2 separate regions of the Rattus norvegicus genome follow, and region 1 is linked to region 2. The links are chromatin contacts, called in public Hi-C maps. All regions are on one chromosome and are shown on one strand. The core of a region is the stretch at or near the end of the contact, and the rest is flanking DNA. Distances in the headings are between cores, read along the strand shown.

Evidence for each region. Hi-C and Micro-C count contacts between places; a contact is called where the count stands out from the background.
Region 1: a contact with region 2 is called in a Hi-C map of the A7r5 cell line, with 2.7 times the contacts expected there. The contact joins two enhancer-like sites. A contact is called at or near these places in 2 of 12 Hi-C or Micro-C datasets (the A7r5 cell line and the Rat2 cell line).

The regions. Positions count from the first base shown.
Region 1 is chr13:78,120,561-78,126,222 of GRCr8, forward strand. It overlaps the pseudogene LOC103692020. Among named protein-coding and RNA genes, the nearest start is that of Prrx1, 81 kb to the right of the region's middle. Within about 2 kb of position 1,396, at least 3 of the 93 cell types and tissues checked have an H3K27ac peak or open chromatin away from gene starts, as enhancers often do. A contact at or near this core is called in the A7r5 cell line, where this site is marked.
Region 2 is chr13:78,022,970-78,028,911 of GRCr8, forward strand. No RefSeq gene overlaps it. Among named protein-coding and RNA genes, the nearest start is that of Mroh9, 50 kb to the left of the region's middle. Within about 2 kb of position 3,847, at least 4 of the 93 cell types and tissues checked have an H3K27ac peak or open chromatin away from gene starts, as enhancers often do. A contact at or near this core is called in the A7r5 cell line, where this site is marked.

The DNA of each region.
Region 1 (5,662 bases), core at 146-2,645, 95 kb after region 2:
ATTTCCAGAGTGGCTCCACCAATTTGCATTACCAGCACCAGTGAAGGAGGGTTTCTCTGTCTCCACAACCTGCCATCATTAGTTGTAAGTCATTGTATTAATCATGGCTATCCTTGACTACCCTTGGCTATACTTGACTGAGGTGAGATGAAACCTTGAGGTTGTCTTAATTTGCATTTTTTTAATTGCTAAGGGTGACAAACACTTTGGGGAGGGGTATCTTGTAACTATTTTTATTTCAATTGAGAACTTTCTGTTTAGATTCCCCCAGCCCTGGGTCATTTCTTTCCTTGAGTCTTCATTTTTTGAGTTCCTTGTATATTCTGAATGTTAATCCTTTGTCATTTGTATAACTGGCAAAGATTATCCCCCATTCAGTGGATTTCTTCTTCACTTGATTGATTGTTTTCCTAGCTATACAGAAGCTTTTTAGTTTTACAAGACCCCAGTTATCAATTGTTGGCCTTAAATCCTTGGCAACCGGAGTCCTGTGCAGAAAGCATGTTCCTACATCTCTACCGTGTAATGCTCTATCTATGTTTTCTTCTAGCAGTTTTTAGGTTTCAGGCTTCAAATTAAGGTCTTTGATCCATTTGGGATGATGATGATGATGATGATGATGATGATGATGATGATGATGATGTGTGTGTGTGTGTGTGTGTGTGTGTGTGTGTGTGTAATTGGAGTCTTCTGTGATATACAGTTTCCTAGCAACACTTGAAGATACTGTCTTTTCTCTAGTGTGTTTTTGCATGTGCATTCAAGAACGCACATACATCAAATTTTAAAAGGACACTGCAGATCTAAGCTTTAGAGTAAAAATTACAAACAAGAGCTTGCTAATCTATGCAACACTCGGGTGTACGTGCCCACTCTTCTGCACTTGGCCTTCTTCAACCACAGGCTGCTTTTTCCCTGCAGTGACTCCTTGAAGGAGTTGTGCTTACTGTACATCTTAGCTTAGGAAAATAAATTCTGAAAAAATTTATCAATCCTGAATGAGTGAGTGTGGACACCCAAATCTGCACCTCACTGGCACAGCTGACTCTGGCTCATTTTTCCAAGAGGGAAGGCATACCCTGACCTCAGAGAGTGCATCTCCTCTGATTTGAGGGAAGCAGAGAACAAGCATCCGGGAGATTACTAGTGCTCCAACCTTTTGACTGCCTGGAGAAGCATGAGAAAAAAAATTCCTATTCAATGCTTCTCTGAAGCACTTAAGCTACCTCTGATATGCAGAAAATACTGTTACTGGCATTGCCTGTGTTTGTGAAATTCATACAATGCCTCAGTAAAAGGAGATACAGGAAGAAGAAATCTCTCCTTAGAAGGTTTAGGTTTCGTGCAATTCTTTCCAGATCCACCATGTGGTATTGTTGTGCAATTAAAATAACTGCTTCCCTTAGCAATCTGGCCTCGACCAGCTCTGAGCTAAAGGGAGAGTTTTCTGACCCATAGTTGTTGCTCACCTACCCGCCCCCAAGTGCGTCCTTTTCTGCACCTCAGATTTCTCTAAAAGCTGAGAGAAATAGCTGGTCAAATACATTTGTTTAGAAAAGACAGTAAGCTACATTTTCCTGTGATTCCTGGAAGAGGAAGAATTTCGTATTTGTTGGCTGGCTACTTTCTATCACTGACTACTACACGGGAGAGAAAAGTTGAGTCACAGGTAACCTTCAAGAGACATGATGTCTTGTCTAGAGGACATCACCCAGGCAGTTCTGATGCGTCCCAGCTCTTCCACATGAGGGCCACATAAAAGCACATAAAAAAATCAGGTCTCACGTTGCAACTTCCTACGAAAGAACTATGGTGAGGGAAGCCAACTGCCAGAGAAGGAGCACTCGCAGTGTTGGAATTTGCATTGGAGTTCTGGAATCTTCTATCATACCTCCAGAAAGCTTCAGCCCTTAGATATTTATTTCATTTATGCTTTAAATGTTTGCCTTTGTCACTATCCAAAGGAATTATTAAGCTTTTAATGATTTCTTTTTACTCTTTTACACTTGTGTCTGGACACCCTGTATGACAGTCCTTAGATACTATCTACAATTGAGGCAGCCACTCAAATCAAATATAGAGACGCACATCAGACAAATAGTAATAACCCTGAACATTTTTCTGTTTATGCACTTTCAGAGTACCCTACATTATCTGATTCATGCTCACAATTCTGAAAGATGTGTGTGTGTGTGTGTGTGTGTGTGTGTGTGTGAGAGAGAGAGAGAGAGAGAGAGAGAGAGAGAGAGAGAGAGAGAGAACAAGACAGTGCATAAGTTCCTCCATCTTGTATTCTTACTGAACCCATTTCAGGTTTGACTAGAATTTGATCTTGATGGAGAATCCCATGGGAAATTACCAAACTCTATTCAAGAAACCCAAGGTCAAGATGTCCAGAGTAACTTAGCTTCTGTTATACTGCTTGATTGAATGAAGACCCTCCCCGGAAGCTACCCAGCAAGATGCCAGGAAGTGGTTTCTGCTCTGCACACTGTGCTACCTGAGTGAAGTAGCAGCAGACTGGAATAGAGACTTTCAGTTGTCTATAAAATGTATCTGAATGGTCATCTCTTGTGGGCTCCCGCTAACACATGTATTTGTAACTATGAATCAAGCCAAGTGTTGGTAAGGTTAAATGGTTCTCGTTCTTTTGCAATATGGGGTTTTGATTCTCAATGTTCTCAGTTTCTACTGTATCTCAGTTAGTTGGGCTGAGTGTCAAAATATCACCACCAAATATATGCCCAGTAAATGCAGTTTGGGATGAATGGCAACGGTAGAGTAGGGCACTAAGGGAAGAAATGGCTTCCATGAATCGAGGGAAATTTCCACGATCAGCACGTGGCACTTGCTTTGAACTCTCCTTAGGTAGAATTCATATAGAACAGCTTAGCATGCTGCCAGGAAGTTGATTCCATGGCTTAAAATAAAAGCACCTCTCATCAGCTAATGTTTGTCATGGTGTCTTTCAGTTGAAAATGTGTTTCGCACATGTGAATGCTTAATAAACGCTAGTTGATAATGACAATGAGGACCAATGAACTGAAATCGCCTTTGGCATTGAAGTTGTCTGCTTTCCCATGAGTAGCACATGAAGAAGAATTCTGTGTCCCATTAGCAGCTTTCTGAGCGCTTAAGTCCATGAAAGTAAGTCTTTGAACCCACAGCGATGGGGGTCCCAGGGTTGATAGCACAGGGCCATGCACGCACAGTGTCAATCATTCCAATGAAAACTGAAAAATTCAGTCAATCATCTGGGGGATTTATCCACATGACACCAAACATCTGGATGACTGAATGTTTGCAGTTCTCACTAGAGCAGTGTCATGTAGAATCACACAAGACCAGCAATGTTGCAAGGTCCACTTTCACATAGTGTGCTGCAAAAGGGAACACAAGAACGTATTTCATTTATTACTTCTCTGGGTAGCATGTATAAAAGGAAGTACATGTGAGTAGTCATTCTTTTCACATACAAGAACGAACATTTGCAAAGAACCTACAGCCGAGTGGTAAAAGTCAAGCAGGTTACGATGGACGCCCGAACAAGAGGACAAAGGAATTCATTGCAAAGGTGAGTTCGAAACACTTCGAAAGCGGGGTGGCATTTGATCAAGACACCATACTTCAGTGCACAGCTCTACCAAGTGGCAGTTCTTTGTGTGCTGTAAGGATAGGTGTTCGCAGACGTCCCTCCAACTGCAGACTGGAAGGGGGGAGCAGATGACAGGACAGGTATTGGGAGCCAGACGTCTGCACCCCACTCTTGGAGCCCATGACTTCTAAACTGGAACCTAGCCTTGCAGGTTGTTATAAAGATCGGATAATCGACACGGAGTGATATGGTGTATTTATTTCACGGCTTGTAACCCTGTTTTAGAGCATATTGATACTTAAGTGAGAGTAGATAGGCTTCCATTGGTACTCCTGGTGGGATTCTGTAAATGTTAGGGGGGGTTCTGTATCTGGGGGGATGGGTCAGAAGTGAAGCGGGAGAGACTGCAACAAGGTGCTGCAGAGTCTCATGAGTCTTAGCAGATACATTCCTGAAATAGATACACGAGCTGTTTGATGAAGTTCTTCATCATTTCCCATGTTCCCCAGCTGTTCCTGACCTTAAAGAGATCTTCCTTTCCCAAACTAATTATTCCAATGATAACCCACTGTATGAAATCAGACCCTTATGTGTGGACTTTATCTAGTTACTTCCAGAAAAATGAATATAATATATATATTATATTATATATAAAATATATATATACATATAACAACAAACACCCTTATTACCCAAGCTATGAATGATGGTTTATTTGCCTTCCCGGGCTTTGATCTTCCGCAGATAGAACTCCAGCCCCTCGACTCTAAGCACATAGCCATTTGCTCTGCCACACTGGTCTGGTCTTGAGGCATCACAGGCAAGAAGCTTGCCCTGCTGGAACTGCTGCTCCAGAAGACTGCTGATTTTGGGATTCTCTTTCCTTTTGTCATATTTCTTTTGAATTTTCTTTGACCGTCTTTGATTTAAAATCTCTTCCTCCTCAGGGGTCACCTTGGCCCCCTTCTTGCGCCCCAGGGGCAGCGCATAGTGGGACTCATACCACTGTCAGTACCGTGTGCTGTCAACAAGCACAATGTTGTTCCTCACCAGGGTCTTGGTGCGGACAAGCTCATTATTAGATACATTGTAGACAACATCAATGATCCTTGTTTTTCGAGTACAACACTCAGAGCCTCAGGAAAACTTCCCCATATCCTATCTCAGGGCATGTTACTGCCTCTCGAACTCGGACTGTGTATGCGGCAAGGACCAAGTTTAGTGTTGGCAGCAGGCCGTCTGAGGTCATACTTCCGCTTCTTGTAGTAGGGTTTTCTCTTGTAGTGCTTGGGCGAGTTGTCCTGAGAGATGCCCATCACTCGGTGCTGGCTGGGAAAGAGGAAGCACAAAGCTTCACGGTCCTGTTTCTAAAACACCCCTAACAGCTTTCTAACGATTCATCGCAAAGGGGCTCCTGAAGTAAAGAATTCTTCAGTGTCACCATTGAACTATACTAGCTGCCAGCCTTTCCTAGTGCTCTACCCCTTCAGGATTGACTACACACTTTGCAAAACCTGGTGAAAACTGAAAAATATGGAACCACTTGTTGAAAACTATTCAGAATTTCAAGAAGGTGACAGCTGAGCATTAAAGGAAGCCTGGGGCCCTCTGAGCATGGGTCCATGTGTGGCTGCACAGGACCTGCCTGCCTTGCTCATCCAGACAAGATGCTTTTCCTCCAGGCTTAGTTAGTGAATTTTGGTGCAATTTCCCAAAGCGTAGTCCAGCAGTAAATGATGCTTGGTGGCACACAGATGGACATTTGTTTAGTGTCATACTTATGTACCAATGTGTTATGATATGTGTAATAGTTATGTAAATGTGCCCGAGGGAAATATAATTTGCACATCAATCAATAATTTCATGTTTATTATTGTTTGGGACAAGGCTAAGTAACAAAATAAGCCAAATTAAAGAAAATATTAAGTAAATAGGAATCCAGGTGGTCGGCAGATGTTGCACCAAGTACAAGACGGTGACTTAAGTGACTGAGCTTGGGAAACACTGGGAATGTTGGATGTCCTGATGACCTTGACTGTTTGGTAGGATCCTCAGGCACACCCGACC
Region 2 (5,942 bases), core at 2,597-5,096:
AAAGCAATAATGGAAGTGGAATGAGAGAACCCAAGGACAAACGCTTTGAAGAAAAGTAGTTCTCACCATAAAAAGCCATAGAATGCATTCACATCTGGTTTAGCAGAAAACATCCTAATCTTAGCTATCCTTGAAAATATATTGAAAATTTGGATATATTACTTAAAGCCATATAATGGTAGAGAGTATTGGCTTTTGAGTCTTGGCCCTTTGCTTGTGATGTGAGTGACCTTGGAACCGTTTCCTACATGTGACTCATTATTTTCAAAATGGAAGGCATGAATCTGCTAGAGAAATGTGTAGCATGTATGGCAGAGGTAAGAAGCCTATTATGGCCAAAAGAACTTTAAATATAATGTTCATACCACAGATTTCAAGAACTCAGTCATTCGATTAGCATCGGGAAGAGGCAGATGATAATTTCTCTCACAGAGCCAACAATGCATCTTGTGAAATCATGCTGTGCCCGCAAAGAGCACAACATTTTGGCATGAGTGTTAGTGCTGAGGGGAATAGCAACACAATAGCAGAAGTGGTAATAAGAGAGGTATGCCTTGAGCTTGGGAGAGGCTTAGTGGGTCAAGTGCTAGAGGACAAGCATGGATTCCTAGCACCCATATAAATAACTGTGTGTGGGCATGCATGTGAGTTGCACACACACACATGTGATTCCAGTTCTGGTAATGTGGAGACAAGAAGATCCCATGGGCTGGCTAGCCAGCTGATCTTGCTAAATTCATGTGCTCCAGGTTCAGAGAGAGAGAGAGAGAGAGAGAGAGAGAGAGAGAGAGAGAGAGAGAGAGAGAGATAGAGAGAGAGAGAGAGATAGAGAGAGAGAGAGAGAGAGAGAGACTCTATTTAATAAAATAAAGTGGACAGTGAATGAGAGAAACACTGACTTGAACTGGCCTTTGTTTGCACATGCATACACACACACACACACACACACACACACACATTCCTCCTCACATTCTTCTTTTCTCCTCCTCTTCCTCCTCCTTCCCCTTCCCTTCTTCCCCTCCCCCCTCCTCTGGCTCCTTCTCCTAATCCTCTTCTACCTCTTCCCTGGTTTCAGTCCCTCCTTCCCTCCCTCTCTCCCCCTCCCCCTATCTATCTGTCTGTCTGTCTCCCAAAATATTTTTTCTTTTCTTTTTTTCAGAGCTGGGGACTAAACCCAGGGCCTTGCGCTTGCTAGGCAAATGCTCTACCACTGAGCCAAATCCCCAACCCTGTCTCCCAAAACATTAAAAGAGAGAAATACCTTTGGGGAAATTCTTTTATATCCTAATCAAATTATCAAGTTTAGACTACAGGTATAATTTTTAGGTAGATTTAAAATCTTTTATGGTATTTTCATTACCATACAGCTTGTAGAAGTGAGCTTTCTCCTCCCACTGGGTGAGTTTCAGGTTCTCGGGCTTGGCTGAGCCATCTCACAGCCCCTTGGGATTTAACTGACAGAGTGAGTCCTATGGGTTCAAATCTTGGCTTCTCTTGTGTGACTTGATGATACCATTTCAGCCTCAGATCTCCATCCTTGGAATGGGAATAGATACATCCTGAAATCCTTTGGACAACAAATGACTTATGAAAAATGCTCAGTGGTTTATAGTCATGTAACACGCGACAGCTATTGTTACTTAAAAGGTCACAGCTCCTTTAGAGTAGAAACCAACCTCATGAATCTTTGTCATCATCATTGTTTTTAGCACAATGCATGTCCTGTATTAGGTATAATAAATCTTCATTCAATAGATGAATAGCTAAGAAGTCATGTTTAATGTTCTTGCCTTTTGCTCTAATTGCCATCATATGAGCTTTTGTTTGATTTAAGAGATTTTTTTTTCCCTCTAAAGGACCAACTGAGTACCACCTTTGACTTCAGAGCATATCTCCAAGACACAAAAGCTGCAATAAACATAAATTGTCTGTCATGGGTGCATAGCTGTTAATGACATATTCTGATGACATCTAAACATTGGACATACTTTTGGTTTGGAACTCAGACGTCCACTCATTTCCCAACACTATTTAGTCTGACAAGTCACATTGAGAAAGTTAGTTATGTCTTTGAACTTAATTTCCTCACTCATAAATAACCACCTGTATCATCGATGTGAAGATTAGACAAGACAGCATTTGTCTAGTGCTCCGTGTGGAACAGGCAAGGCAAATTTGGAAACGGAGTGCATGGAGGCCAGAGCTCAAACTGCTGATATCGCATTTCAAAAAGGATTTTAAGCTCATTGAAGAAAAAAGGCATATCTTATTCAGAACTACTTTGCATATAACTCGGTACCTTGCATAAGGCAGGTCAAAGTGGAGCTGTGTAATCAATACGTGTGTCGCTGAATTGCTTCCAACTGTTAACTCGTATGCTGAGTGAATCGAGAACAGTTCTCCAGGAAAATGTGACTTTAGGTACTAGGAACCACAATTAATTCATAAAAATAAGGCAAGCCAAAGAAACTCCCCCACTTAATATTATTTGTCAAGAAGGAGAGAGAGGGGGGGGAAGGAAGGAAAGAAAAGAAAAGAAAAAGGGGAAAAGAAAAGAAAAGAAAGAATTTTATCTATGTTTCTTTATTTTAATAAGGCTGTCAGCAAATTGAACCATGTGGCCTGGGTTTAAGGCAAGTTATGAAAAGCCCAAATCAAATCAAACTGGCTCCATGAGTAGGTTTGTTCTTGGACCTATGTATTTTGAAGCATATGTCAGGAATGATTTATCCAGCAGTTTAATCATGTGACCAAGATCCTGGTTCTTTCTGTTTTCTGATCTGACAACAGCACCAGCTTTATCTTGCATGTCAGTTACTCTGGCTGTGAGATTTTCAGTCCTATCTAGGAAAAGAATATGTAAGAGAACAGGTCATACCAGGTACTGAGCACAAGTTTTGCCAACATGATTTGCCCATTCCTTCCCCAGAGTTTGTCATCAGTGAGCTGCTATGCATGGGTAGGACAAGACAAGGGGTCCTGGCAAGGGACAGGTATTATGTCTACACTTGGGGACCAATTCCTCACATTTCATTCCTTCTACATAGTGCTGGCAGAGTAGAGTGGAGAGAGCATGACAGGACATAGTCACATGTTCCTCACAATGTAGATATTTTTGACCTTATGTTACCATCGGATCAGTTTGTAGCTGATAAAAAATAGTTTAATGATTAAAAATTATATATATAATATTTATTATATATATTATATATATATCATAATTCAGGAACCTTTCTCTTTTATTCCATCAGCCTGGATTAGCTTAGATGAAGCTATTTACTGCCGTTCTGCACAGATACATGTCATTTCACGTACATCATCACATGAATTATACAATTCATGGGACCATTTTACCATCAACTTACAAAGCTTTCGAAATCGGGAGGTGTCTTTTACTCATCCATCTACCCTCCAAACACGGCCCAGAACCTGGCATTATTACAGGCTTAGAGTTCAACTTTCAAAACATTTAGTTAATGAACAAATCATAGAGCAGGCTTCAAGATGGAAAATTTTAGTTCTTCATTTGTGAAAAAGAAACTTCCTGAATGTAAGTAAATGTATTGTGAAATCTGCTAGCAATGTTCATCACATAACTAAAGAAAGGCACTCTGGATTAAAGTCTAGATAGGATTCTTCCTCACTCTGAAATCCAATGATTTTCTGAGTTTACTGTTCCTGATTCCATTGTATACTTTTTGATGTGGCCCAGATGTCTCTCATGTAGAAGTTAAGACATGCTGGGGTACAAGACAGCCCTTGTTTGGTTCATGAGAACTTGAGACTCCTTTTGTAGAAGCATGAGATCTACAAAGGAAGCATATTTTGTTCCTCTTGCCAACCACGATGACTAGTTCTTGCTGATTGTAACCTGGCATGAACTTAGGATTTTCTGTCTGCTTATGGGTTAGATGCCTAGACAACAAGAAACATAAAGAAGTTTCATGAGCCAATATTGTAAGAGAGACTTCTTATCAGCCTTAGTGATTTTCAAGGAGAATAAATAAAAGGAGAAGTCAATCTGGAGCCTGCTCAATGTTTACCTAGTGTTGAACACCAGGCAGGCCCTCTGGCTAAGGGGTAATGTATACCTGGAAATAAGGTTTCTGCCTACATTAAAGTTTAGAGTTAGGTTACATATTTGTTGAACACATGTATACATACACACAGAGAGAGACACTACAAAGCAGGATTACAAAAAGTAAGGGAGGAATTAGAAAACCGAGTGTCCACAGTGCACCACATGCAGGAATCTCTTCCACGTATCTGTCCAACCCATGGTAGCCTGTTCAATCTGCTCTGCTTCTGGCAATGACACTCCATTCATTCTATCAGAACCAACTTTCTTGAGTATGTGGCCTCCCTAGTTATCCCATGCAACCTCAGTGCTGACTTTTTAATAGCTTAAGAGTCAGTCACTTCTCTTTTGTGATCATTCATATTTATTCCTGTACATTATAGAATAGGCTTTAATTTTTTATCTTATTTTTGATAGTTGTGTTCTGTCATAGAGCCTATTGTGATCATATCCATGCCTAATTATCTTTTCCACCCTTATATCCTTCCCTCTCTACTGTTTACTTCCTTCTTCTCAACCAATCCCCCTTCCAAGTCCCACGTCTTGTCTTTTATTTCGTTTGAAGTTATCCATAAATGCTGTGGATCGGTGGTTGGGAAGACTATGCTACACCCATAAGGCTGACTCATGGAGCTTCTCTCCAACTTGAGGCTCTTACCAGTCTTTACTCCTTTCTTTGATGTTTTCTGGATCTTGAAGGGGTAATATAGAGTGAGAACTAAACAGCCACTTCTTAACCCTTTGATGAATTGTGAGTCTGTATTAACTGTTCTCTGCTAAAGGAAGGTTTCCAGGGCTAGGCAGACAGCACCACTCTTCTATGGGTATACTTCTATTCCAATTTGTTCATTTTTGTTTTATTTTCTTTTATTATTATTCCTTAGATGCCTGTTGTTGTTGTTGTTGTTGTTGTTGTTTTTCCTAACAAGAAAGAATAAATGTATGAATCAGATAGGAGTTGAGGTGAAGAGGAACTGAGATGAGTAGGGAGAGAGGAATCCACAAACAGAATATATTGTATGAAAAAAATCTGCTTTTAATAAAACATGTGAATATATTAGAGGCATTTTAACTACATCCCCATTTAGTAAAATGTCAATAGTACGTTATCCTCTAGAGCCTGTGATCTCTCCAGGAATAGGCTCAGAACCAGGAGTATCTTTCCCATGGACTAGGCCTCCATTCCAGTCAGAAAGTACTTGGTTGACCCCAAAACACTTTTGCCATTATTTCTCCAATGAGAAGCTCTCTCCAGGAAGGTCCCAAGCACACAGGAAGCACACAAGCACCCTGTGTTGTAGCACACACAGTCAACAGTTGAGAAAGACCATTGATAACTATTGTCTCAGTGGCTTGCCTAGTACCTTCTGGCACTATGCAAGCTTGCAGGCAGGAGGATGCTTCCAGTTTAGTAGCTGCTTGTTGTTCTCTGCATCTTGTATCTAAAGTGTATGGCATGTTCAGCAATAAGGTTTTTTCATACAGTTCTGGTTGCCAACCAAGAGCACTGGCAATACCCTGTATCATTCTGGGAGCCTCTAGGGACTCTCTGGCCAGCAATTCATAGAAAAGCATTCTACTCTCGGCACTGGGGTTTTCTGTTAATACTGTTGACTTCTTGGACCAGAACTGTCAACCCATGCAAGGAACCTCTATTCAAAAAACCTCTAGAGGGGCTGGGGACTTAGCTCAGTGGTAGAGCGCTTACCTAGGAAGCGCAAGGCCCTGGGTTCGGTCCCCAGCTCCGAAAAAAAGAACCAAAAAAAAAAACAAAAAACAAAAAAAAAACCTCTAGAAGAAATTATGTATTTTAGTTAGTTTCCATAGTAGTAGGTTTTAATATGGATCTTTTATGCATCCTCAA